Regions from separate parts of the Arabidopsis thaliana genome. Here region 1 is linked to region 2. The links are chromatin contacts, called in public capture Hi-C maps. All regions are on one chromosome and are shown on one strand. The core of a region is the stretch at or near the end of the contact, and the rest is flanking DNA. Distances in the headings are between cores, read along the strand shown.

What was found. Capture Hi-C pulls out chosen DNA fragments and counts their contacts.
Region 1: a contact with region 2 is called in a capture Hi-C map of seedling, with 2.3 times the contacts expected there. The contact joins the promoter of ABCC2 here to the promoter of AT2G34585 in region 2. A contact is called at or near these places in 16 of 26 Hi-C or Micro-C datasets (callus, leaf, root and 3 more), 1 of 2 datasets of contacts at active chromatin or transcription factors (shoot) and 2 of 3 other capture datasets (seedling and shoot).

What each region holds. Positions count from the first base shown.
Region 1 is chr2:14,600,751-14,606,019 of TAIR10.1, forward strand. It overlaps ABCC2 (multidrug resistance-associated protein 2), which reads left to right and starts at 1,720. Exons shown (of 27, transcript NM_001202746.1): 1 at 1,720-1,960; 2 at 2,456-2,846; 3 at 2,940-3,118; 4 at 3,205-3,244; 5 at 3,367-3,523; 6 at 3,689-3,803; 7 at 3,882-3,962; 8 at 4,351-4,375; 9 at 4,602-4,658; 10 at 4,753-4,818; 11 at 5,099-5,173. The coding sequence starts at 2,517.
Region 2 is chr2:14,566,599-14,571,507 of TAIR10.1, forward strand. AT2G34585 reads right to left here and starts at 2,201. Exons shown (of 1, transcript NM_129012.2): 1 at 1,368-2,201. The coding sequence starts at 1,874. The coding sequence ends at 1,629. AT2G34580 (cytomegalovirus UL139 protein) reads right to left here and starts at 1,075. Exons shown (of 5, transcript NM_129011.2): 1 at 965-1,075; 2 at 483-670; 3 at 229-391; 4 at 74-134. The coding sequence starts at 1,042. The coding sequence ends at 75. AT2G34590 (Transketolase family protein) reads right to left here and starts at 4,545. Exons shown (of 5, transcript NM_129013.3): 1 at 4,144-4,545; 2 at 3,950-4,050; 3 at 3,828-3,871; 4 at 2,769-3,404; 5 at 2,204-2,694. The coding sequence starts at 4,246. The coding sequence ends at 2,358.

The sequences.
Region 1 (5,269 bases), core at 470-2,969, 34 kb after region 2:
GCTCGTAGTTTTAAAATTAACCGCTGGATTATTTTTACCAGCTCTGAGATGGTCAAAACAAGGGTAGACAGTGTCAATGGAAACAAAGAATGAAATAATAAACAAAAATATAAAGCATTTGATATTAAAATGTATCTATCAAGAAAAAGTACTAGTTAGACATGAATATGTCAATAGTTTGTCAACTTTTCGCATAGATAAATCTCATTTTCTTTTTGTTGTGGAGAAGTTCACAATGATGTGGTTGGTTCCGAACCCAAGATATCTTCACATCTGTATGTGGATGGAAAAGCATATAGAGGAACGGTGGCTGTATGTGAAAAGGGCACTCTAGTTACTTTATTCTTCTGATGGTCAATATGTCCCCTACCGTGCCATAGAATATAAATTGAAATTGAGTTGCAACTAGCAATGAGGCACTATATATTATCCTGGATTCAAAAATCCGATTGGATTTGTTTTTAAAGTTTAATGTTTGAAATGTTCAGATCCAATTTAATTAAAAAGACAATGACATTGGTGTGGAGATGGTGAAGGCAAACAACAAACAAAAATTGGAAATAGAACTAAAAGACTAGAGGTGAGCTAAACTAAAGGTTTTCGTGGTAAATTTGGGATGGAGTTAATCTAATTTGTGATATGTTTTTTTTAGCATGTTACCATGCATTATGTACATTCTTTTAGTTAAAAAATGTTGAGTTGAAGTTAATTATTTTTTTATAGCTTAATATTTTTTTTTGGTTTAACAATTAGCTTAATTTTGTTATTTGATAAAGACTAAAACACCCCTGGATGCTCACCCACCACATGCCCACAAACGGAGATTGCCAACCCCCGGGGGAGATGACGACAGACGAGAGGAGAGAACAGATTTGGAGCTTTTATAGCTTTTATAGCTATATTGTTAAAAAAAAATCAATAATATAAATTAAACTGCATGCAAAATCAAACTCTTGTACATCTAGAGTCTTACTAGATTAACGTGTAAGAACTTAGAACTTGGAAAAATCTATATGGACAAAATAGATCAGTCTTTTTTCGAACATCATCAACCACACGAAATACGCTAGCTAACTTTTAAACCTCTTCTGTATCAACTATCAAGAGACAAACGATATAAAAAAAAAACAATTGGTGTATTTTTGAATTTTCATTGCACGCACGTGAACAGCATAATTGCTTGATTGGAAACAAACCTTTTTAGAATTCATTAATCAGTTTTAGGTGTTTTGGAAAATTAACGAACTATAGTGGAGATTAATTAATTTTATATTAGTCTTTTTTAGTACACAAATCGAAGTTTCCTAGATTTTTTCAAAGTTGAAAATAATATTGATAATATTTATCAACAATGAATCTACAAAAACATAATTTTTTTGCCAAACAAATAACACCGAAACAAGATTCATTCACTATTTTTGGTTTAAAAAAAAAAATCAAAATTACACTATTATGAAGCCAATTTTTGTATGCAAAAAACCTGTATGTATCAATTTGTTTGTATTAAAAAGTAAGCATTTATGTCTTTTTTTTATAAATAATAGAAACACTTACTAGATGAATAGATTTTTTGGTTTTAGAACAGAATACTATAATTGTATTTATATAGCTTTTTTATATTATTCGATATAGAAAAGTGTTATAATAGGAAAAATGTACCATATACTGTCAATAACATATTTGATTCTAAATATAAATAGAATTGTTTTAAAGAAATATGATCGTTTATAATTAAATGGTTTTTAATGTCTTTTCTTGGGGCAAAAAACAAAGCTTCTCTTTCGTCCATATATTTGCATCGTAAGGGGTGACGTATCACTCTCTCTTTCTCTCAAATATTATTCTTCAATCTCTTTTTGGGGAATCTTCGAGCAAATTAGTGAGAGAACCCACCCACTTTCTTTCTCATATGAGTACATAAGATCCCTTTTGAGTTTTCGTGTTTTGCCAAAATCTCCAGGTAAAGCTTCTCCCTTTTTCTCTGTTTTCTCTGTTTTGTTATTCTCCCTTTTCTCCATTGTAGCTTTTTCCTGTAAAGTGGGATTGATAGTTTTGTTTCATGGATTTCAAATTTGTGTTATTTGACTCGATACCATCTTAAATGCAGAGTCTTTTCGTGATAATAAAATTATGGATTCGTTTCAAAGTTTTTTTTTTTTCGTATGGAAAACACTTGAGCTCTCTCAATCTTGTAGTCTTGACTCTTGATGATTCTTCTATGTTCTCGTTGTGATTGCTTGTCACTGTTCTATCTTTTATATATGATTAAATGCAATTTTGCCCCTTTTTACGCGCGAATGTATTTATTATCTTTCGCACTCTGGGTCCATTTCTTGTCACTTGAGCACATAATGATTGATTTATGACTTTTTAAAGTTATGAAAATTTATTATTTTTGTTGCTATGGTTTTTTGGAATTAGAAGCTCATTTCAAAGTTGTTGATTTTCTTTGCAGGGTAGGGAATTGGTGTGGTAGCTTGTGATGCACTGTGTTTGAGGGAAAGGAAAGGATAACGATGGGGTTTGAGTTTATTGAATGGTATTGTAAGCCGGTGCCTAATGGTGTTTGGACAAAACAAGTGGCTAATGCATTTGGTGCATACACGCCTTGTGCTACTGACTCTTTTGTGCTTGGTATCTCTCAACTGGTTCTGTTGGTTCTGTGCCTGTATCGTATATGGCTCGCCTTAAAGGATCACAAGGTGGAGAGGTTCTGTTTGAGGTCAAGATTGTATAACTATTTCCTGGCTTTGTTGGCTGCGTATGCTACTGCTGAGCCTTTGTTTAGATTGATCATGGGGATTTCAGTTTTAGATTTTGATGGACCTGGACTTCCTCCTTTTGAGGTGCTTTATTTTCTGTTCCTTATTCTTTATCTTTTAGTTTGTTGTGTATGTTTTACCTGAAACATGCTATTGTTTGTGTGATTTCTTTGGCAGGCATTCGGATTGGGTGTCAAAGCTTTTGCTTGGGGCGCTGTAATGGTCATGATTTTAATGGAAACTAAAATTTACATCCGTGAACTCCGTTGGTATGTCAGGTTTGCTGTCATATATGCTCTTGTGGGGGATATGGTCTTGTTAAATCTTGTTCTCTCAGTCAAGGAGTACTATAGCAGGTTGGTACAATTTTGGAGTTACTTTGGTTTATTGAAGTCATTGTTCTTCTTCTACAGGGTGAATTCATGTTTTGTTTTCATTGCAGTTATGTTCTGTATCTCTACACAAGCGAAGTGGGAGCTCAGGTTAGCTCACTTGGACTCCTTTAGAGAGTCCAGAATCCTAGCATGTGCTATGATTATAAATCAGAATCCGATACAGTTTGTTTTCTAACATCTTAAGAGGGTGAATTTTGGTTTTACTTCAGGTTCTGTTTGGAATTCTCTTGTTTATGCATCTTCCCAATTTGGATACTTACCCTGGCTACATGCCAGTGCGGAGTGAAACTGTGGATGATTATGAGTATGAAGAGATTTCTGATGGACAACAAATATGCCCTGAGAAGCATGCAAATATATTTGACAGTAAGTCACTCTACATGATTTTCATTTGGTCGCCTGGCTGAAACTTATAATTAGTAATCATAATTTGCAAACATCGTCTCTGACTTTTGTTCAGATTGATCATGGGGATTTAGGTTTTGAAATTTCACCTGATTTCCTTCTTCCAATTTCCTTGTTTGGTCACAGAAATCTTCTTCTCATGGATGAATCCCTTGATGACTTTGGGATCTAAAAGGCCTCTAACAGAGAAGGATGTGTGGTATCTAGACACTTGGGATCAGACTGAAACTCTGTTCACGAGGTACTTCTAACAATAATTATATCTCTTAAAATGTATATTACTGAATTGGCTATTTGATATTTTCTGTATCCTTTTTAGTTTCCAGCATTCCTGGGATAAGGAACTACAAAAGCCGCAACCGTGGCTGTTGAGAGCATTGAACAATAGCCTGGGAGGAAGGTAGATAGATTTTCTCACCTTATCGTGCTGTGTTCTCATCTCTTTTGAGTTTTGAGTATGATTAGATAGTGCTGGATTTCACTGTGATGTGCAGATGTTTAAGTGATCTCTTGAAAGAACCATCAGGTTTTTAGAATGTGTAGGAAGCAAGATCAGAATATTTCTACTTATTTAATGTTAGTTGTTTGCTATAGCAGCTTAACACATTTCCATCTTATCATAGGCAATCATGCTTGCTTTCGTACTCTTATAAATTTAAGACATAGGGGATACAACTTTTACTGTAGATTGGTTAAATATGTTTTTTTTTCTTGGTTCATATTGCTTAAGCATTATTTCGTTTGTTAACTACATGTCGTATGGGGATCTAATTTTTTGAATTTTGTAGGTTTTGGTGGGGAGGATTTTGGAAGGTATTTTCGTCTACCTCTTTCTCTTTTATTCGTGCTTCCAGAGTCTTTCCTCTCTTTTATTCATATGATCACAGGTTCTGCGTCATGTTGGATAACCTTCTGTCACGTGGAAGTCATTTATAATTTACATGGTGTTACAGATTATTAGAAGGAACTAGTGGGTTCTTAGTTTTTCTTTATCTAATTCATTGTACTTGAACATATTTATTTACATTTGTATGCACAGATCGGGAATGATTGCTCACAGTTTGTGGGACCTCTTTTACTGAATCAACTCTTAAAGGTTTGTTCTTTTCTTGGCAGATTCGGAAACCTATTATTGGTTCAATATTCTTATCTGACAATATCTCTCATTTTGTATGTCAAACTATATACAGTCAATGCAAGAGGATGCGCCAGCTTGGATGGGTTACATCTATGCGTTCTCAATCTTTGTTGGAGTGGTATGAAATGAAGTCCTCTTTCTCTCTCTCTCTCTGTCTATTTGGACTCTCTTCTATCAACTTGTGAAACTGACACTTGTTATACTTCTGTATGTTTGGTCTAAGGTTCTTCTAAACTGATTATAATAGCAACACTAGATGTCCCCTAATGCCACTTTTTGATTTTGTTGCTCTTGGATTTTTTGCGTCTGTTAGATAGGTTCTGACTTTATCTAGTGTAGGGTGATACTTTAAAGCTACAAACTCATCGAGTGACTGATGTTGATGACAACGTTTCTAGGTGTTCGGGGTGCTATGTGAAGCTCAATATTTCCAGAATGTCATGCGTGTTGGTTACCGACTGAGATCTGCTCTGGTAAATTTTAAATTTGCTACCCTGACGTTCTTCCTTTGCCATATGTTTTTGGTGCAGATATGTTTGCTGATAGCATGATTCCCAGTATCTTGTATA
Region 2 (4,909 bases), core at 951-3,450:
CCACAGGCCACAACCGTGCTCAATATACTTTTACATCTCTCTTCAAATGATGATTAGGAATTCAGAATCATACCTTAATTTATGTTCTGTAGATAAATGTTCTTCTGATGACTTTCCTCGAACGTTGAGTTAAGCTGAGAAACACAAAGATTGATAATACATAACTAAAGCATACAATGCTACAAATCACTACTTAATCCAAAACCACACACTTGACTGTGATTTTACCTCCTTGATTCGGTTTCGCAGGTTCTCGATTTGTAACCGGTTCTCTGATCTAAACCTCTCAACATTTTGCATAAACTCATTCATCTCTGAACATTTCACCTTGTAATACTTCTCCCTCTCTTCATCTAACTCTTTCAGCTCCTCAACCTCAATCTTCAGTGTCCTATTCTCCAATACCATTCAACAGAAACCAATCAAAAACATTATTATGACATCACAACCATCATCAAACCAAGAGTCAAGAATGATTTAACCTCAATTGTTGTATATAGCTGTGGTATTTGGAGTCGAGATCATCGATGTTAGATCTGAGAATTGTGATCTTCAGGTTTTGTGCTGCTATTTTCTGTTCTAGCATCAAACATCTGCGTTCAATGGATTGTATAGTTGCGTGCTTCGATGCTAAAATCTGTGCTTTGTTCACTTGTAGTTCTTTCTCCGCCTACTCAAACATTATAATCAAACAGAACCAGAAAACGATCAACAATTTGGATTCAGAAATTTCAAATTGAAAAATACTGTTATAGTGATGATCGATAAATTGATGCAGAATATGATAATGATCTGTTTTTAGATAATTCTCTTGATTTCGAATTGAATTAGAGCAATAGTTCATCAAACCAGAGATCTCGATTAGCACATGGATATAGCGATTCTCACATTTACATACTAGCGACATTGAAACTCGATGATGCAGTGGAACGAAGAGAAGCTAGGATTCTAAATTGATCGATACCTGGAGAAGATTGAGTCGTTGGTTTCTGGTGAACTCCATTTGATCGAGCCTCTCCTTGAAAGCTGAAGAAAGCGCCATAGCTAGAGAGAGAGAATTTGAATTTTCAACTCTGGGAGATTGGAATAACTGAATAAGCAGAGTCAACTCAACTATTATAGGCACCGTTATTTAAGGCCCATAACATTTAGAGTCAAATACTACTAAGCCCATTAAGTCGATTTTACAGTTTCCAAGTTCTTCGTCACTGAACTGATTTGTAGTTTTTGAGTTCTTTGTCGATTAAACAAAAACTCAGCGTCCAAAGTTACTTGGCTACTACTACAACAAATAACCATCTGAAACTTAAAACTTCAAATACCTAAATTTGATACGGAGTAGATTATGTATGTTTGAGTCATAGATAAGCAAAATTTGAAGGCATGGTTGATGTGTAAACAAGAAGGAAGCTATTTCGTGCTGATCAAAGAAGAGATACACAATTCGTCCCCAAAAACAAGAACCTTACTCATATGGCTAAATCTCGTCTTGTTTCTTAATTATAACTTTGCAATAAGAACAAAAACACAAGCTTTCAATAAAACGACCACAAATCAACCACAAATCAACTGAAATTGGCAAACTTTTACAAAAGGATAGCAAATCAACAAACAAAACTCAAGATCGATCAGACGGACTTGATCGCGGTGGTGGGATCAGGATCGGAATTATCGGGAGGATGATTAGGGATGAGAGGAGCACGAACATCGGAAGATGAGTCGACGTCTTGGTCATCAGGATCGTAATCGGGATTGAGAGATCTGTCGATGGCTTCACGGCCCGACTCCAGGCAAGGCTTACAAGCTAACTCTATCGTTATCCATCCCAAGATTATTCCGGCTATTGCTATCACCGCGCTTGTTATCGCCGCCATTGAGATCTCTCTTTCTCTCTTTCTCAGATGCCTCCGACTCTGTATTCACGCATTTGCTTGACTCTTCACCACAATTATGGAGGAGATTGAGAAAATGTCAATTATGCCCCACTGTTCTTTTGAGTATATTCTTTTTTCGTCGGCACGAATTATGACAATTTTGTTACCTAATGATTAGTATTTTTATTGATTTATGTTCTTCTGATGTAAAATGAGTAAGTGGTGAAACCGCTATTACGATTTGTTATTATCAACTAATAATGTTCCAGAAGGTTTTTGGTTTTGTACAATGTTGTAATACGATCATTTTCTGAAGAAAAAAAGTAGTGTATGTGAATATGGAAGTTATTATCTATAGAAAATATAAATGTTCATATCATAAGAGTAAAATTCAGAGTTTTCATTTCACAAGCATTTTCCATCGAAGACAAACAGTAACAAAAAGTAAAAAAGGGTAAAACACAATCACCGTAAAAAAAGCAATTACTGGCAAAGTTGTTCGACGGCAGTGACGATCTGAGCTGGCTGAACAACCGTCCATTCTTCCAATGTACCGGCGTAAGGAGTTGGGACATCCTGAGAAGACAAACACATCACCGGAGCATCTAAGTAATCATGAAAGTTCTCGTTTATTGCAGCCGTCAAACTGGCTCCGATTCCTCCCGTTCTCATACATTCCTCCACAATCAAAACCCGGTGTGTCTTCTTCACCGAGTTTCCAATTGTGTAGAGATCAAACGGCTTCAACGACCTTATGTCGATAACCTCTGGATCATACCCTTTGTTCACCAGCGTCTTTGCAGCCTGCATTACATGGTACCTGATACAAGTACTCTATTAGTTCTGTGTTGTTTCAATTTCAATGAAGAAGAGCTTTTGGTTGTGATTTAGTACCTCATCCTTGAATACGTCAGTATCGTGATGTGTTCACCGGGTCTGACCATTTCTGCTTCTTCCAGATTACATATGTATTCTTCATCCGGAATACTCTCCTTGAGGTTATAGAGCAGAACGTGTTCAAACAGAATCACAGGATTCTCACTTCTTATCGCCGCTTTCATCAATCCTTTAGCGTTGTAAGGTGTTGAGCAAGCCACCATCTGGATCCCAGGGATTGACTGGAAGTAAGACTCGAGACGCTGGGAATGCTCGGCTCCGAGCTGCCGGCCCACACCTCCAGGCCCACGGATAACAACCGGGATAGTGAATTGACCACCGGATGTATAGTGAAGCATACCACAGTTGTTGGAGATTTGGTTGAAGGCTAAGAGTAGAAACCCCATGTTCATACCTTCGATGACGGGTCTTAGTCCTGTCATGGCGGCTCCAATGCCCATACCGGTGAAGGCGTTTTCACAGATTGGAGTGTCCAGAACCCTGAGATCGCCAAACTTATCAGCTAGGCCTTTAGTTACTTTGTATGAGCCTCCGTAATGGCCTACATCTTCACCCATGACACATACATGTGGATCTCTGTCCATCTCTTCTTCTAGACCTTCTTGAAGAGCCTCGAAAAGTAATAGCTCATGTCTGCACAAGTTAAATTTAGTTATGCTTATGCTGTGGCAAAAGGCATAAACCTTACATGGAAGTAGGTTTTATATCTCACAGAACATACAGAGATAAGAGCAAGAAATGTGCTACTTGGAACAATGGATGCATAAGTGAAAATGCATACGCTTGAATTTGTAGGCTTTGAGGATGTAGATACAAATTATACGTAACCTCACATGAACTACTACTAATAAAACACAAGATTCAATCAAGCAGAAGCAGTATCATAGATCTAATGCACTATAGATGAGCAATGCCAATCACAATTAACTACCAAACTAGAGAGAACTTTTTCTTCCAATTAACAGCCATGATAATGATCAAGAGTTCAAAATTAGTAAAATCGATGCATGAAACCATTAGCATAAGAAGTTAAGTAACAAAGGATGCAGAACATACCCAGGCTTTGATGAAGTAGAGCTCGCAGCAGTGTCCGCCTTCGTCTACAGAAATCGAAAGCCCCATCAAAGATCCATTGTAAATTCTTAATACGATATCAAAAACTAAGATTAAACAAATACCGTAACAGCATTTGGTATCAACGGCTCAGAGCGACGAGCTACGAGGCTAGAACCAAAGCTTTTACTATCAGATCCGGCAACAATGTATCTCTTGCTCCTCACTACATCAAAAACCCCATAAAAACTCCTAAGATCTTACCAAATCAAGCAATTTAATCGCCGAAACAGATCATTCCACAAATTTGAAATCGAACCTGAAAGAGAAGAGCGAGAAGGAGCAACGAGTTTGTTGGAATCGATAGAATTAAACGGCGAGAGAGCCGTTGCAGCTCCAGCTCCTTGGAGTATCGCAGACATTTTTCCGAGAAAACCAAAGAGAGAATCAAAAATCCTGACAAGAGTGTATTATTATTATGTATGCATATAAACAAAAATGTCTGCGATAGAACAGAGAAGAAGAGTGGAGAAGAGCGGAGAAATCGAAGGAAAAGCGTGATTTCGTATAACTTAAGGATTTTGATAAATCCGGTTTGTTCCGGTACGGTGAACCTAATCTGCGTATTTTTGGATTTGGTAGCTCACCTGAACCAACTAAATTGCAGTTAACTTTATCGTCTGTTTAAGATTACTAGACATGATCAAGAGCCCAAAACTGCTCGGCCCAATTAGTAATACTGTAAAGGCTTTATTATGCTCATTATTCTTTCTTTTCTTTTTCTTTTTTGCTCATAATTCTATTACCAAATTATATATTCCAAAAAATGTTTTTTCCAATACAAAATTTTGTTTGTTACCTTTATTTTTTAATGAAAGGGTTTCATTAGGTACCTTTGGTGAAAAACAAATTAAATTCAAAGACGTTCGGTTTTTAAGATAGCACCAATTGCATGTGCTCATTAGTCATTTCAATTCCATACTTTTGAGATCATATAAAGAAATGATTCTCTTTTGAAAACCAAACATTGAATATTGGCATTTCCCACGTGGATTTAACCTTCTATGTCGGTATGTCATATGTGG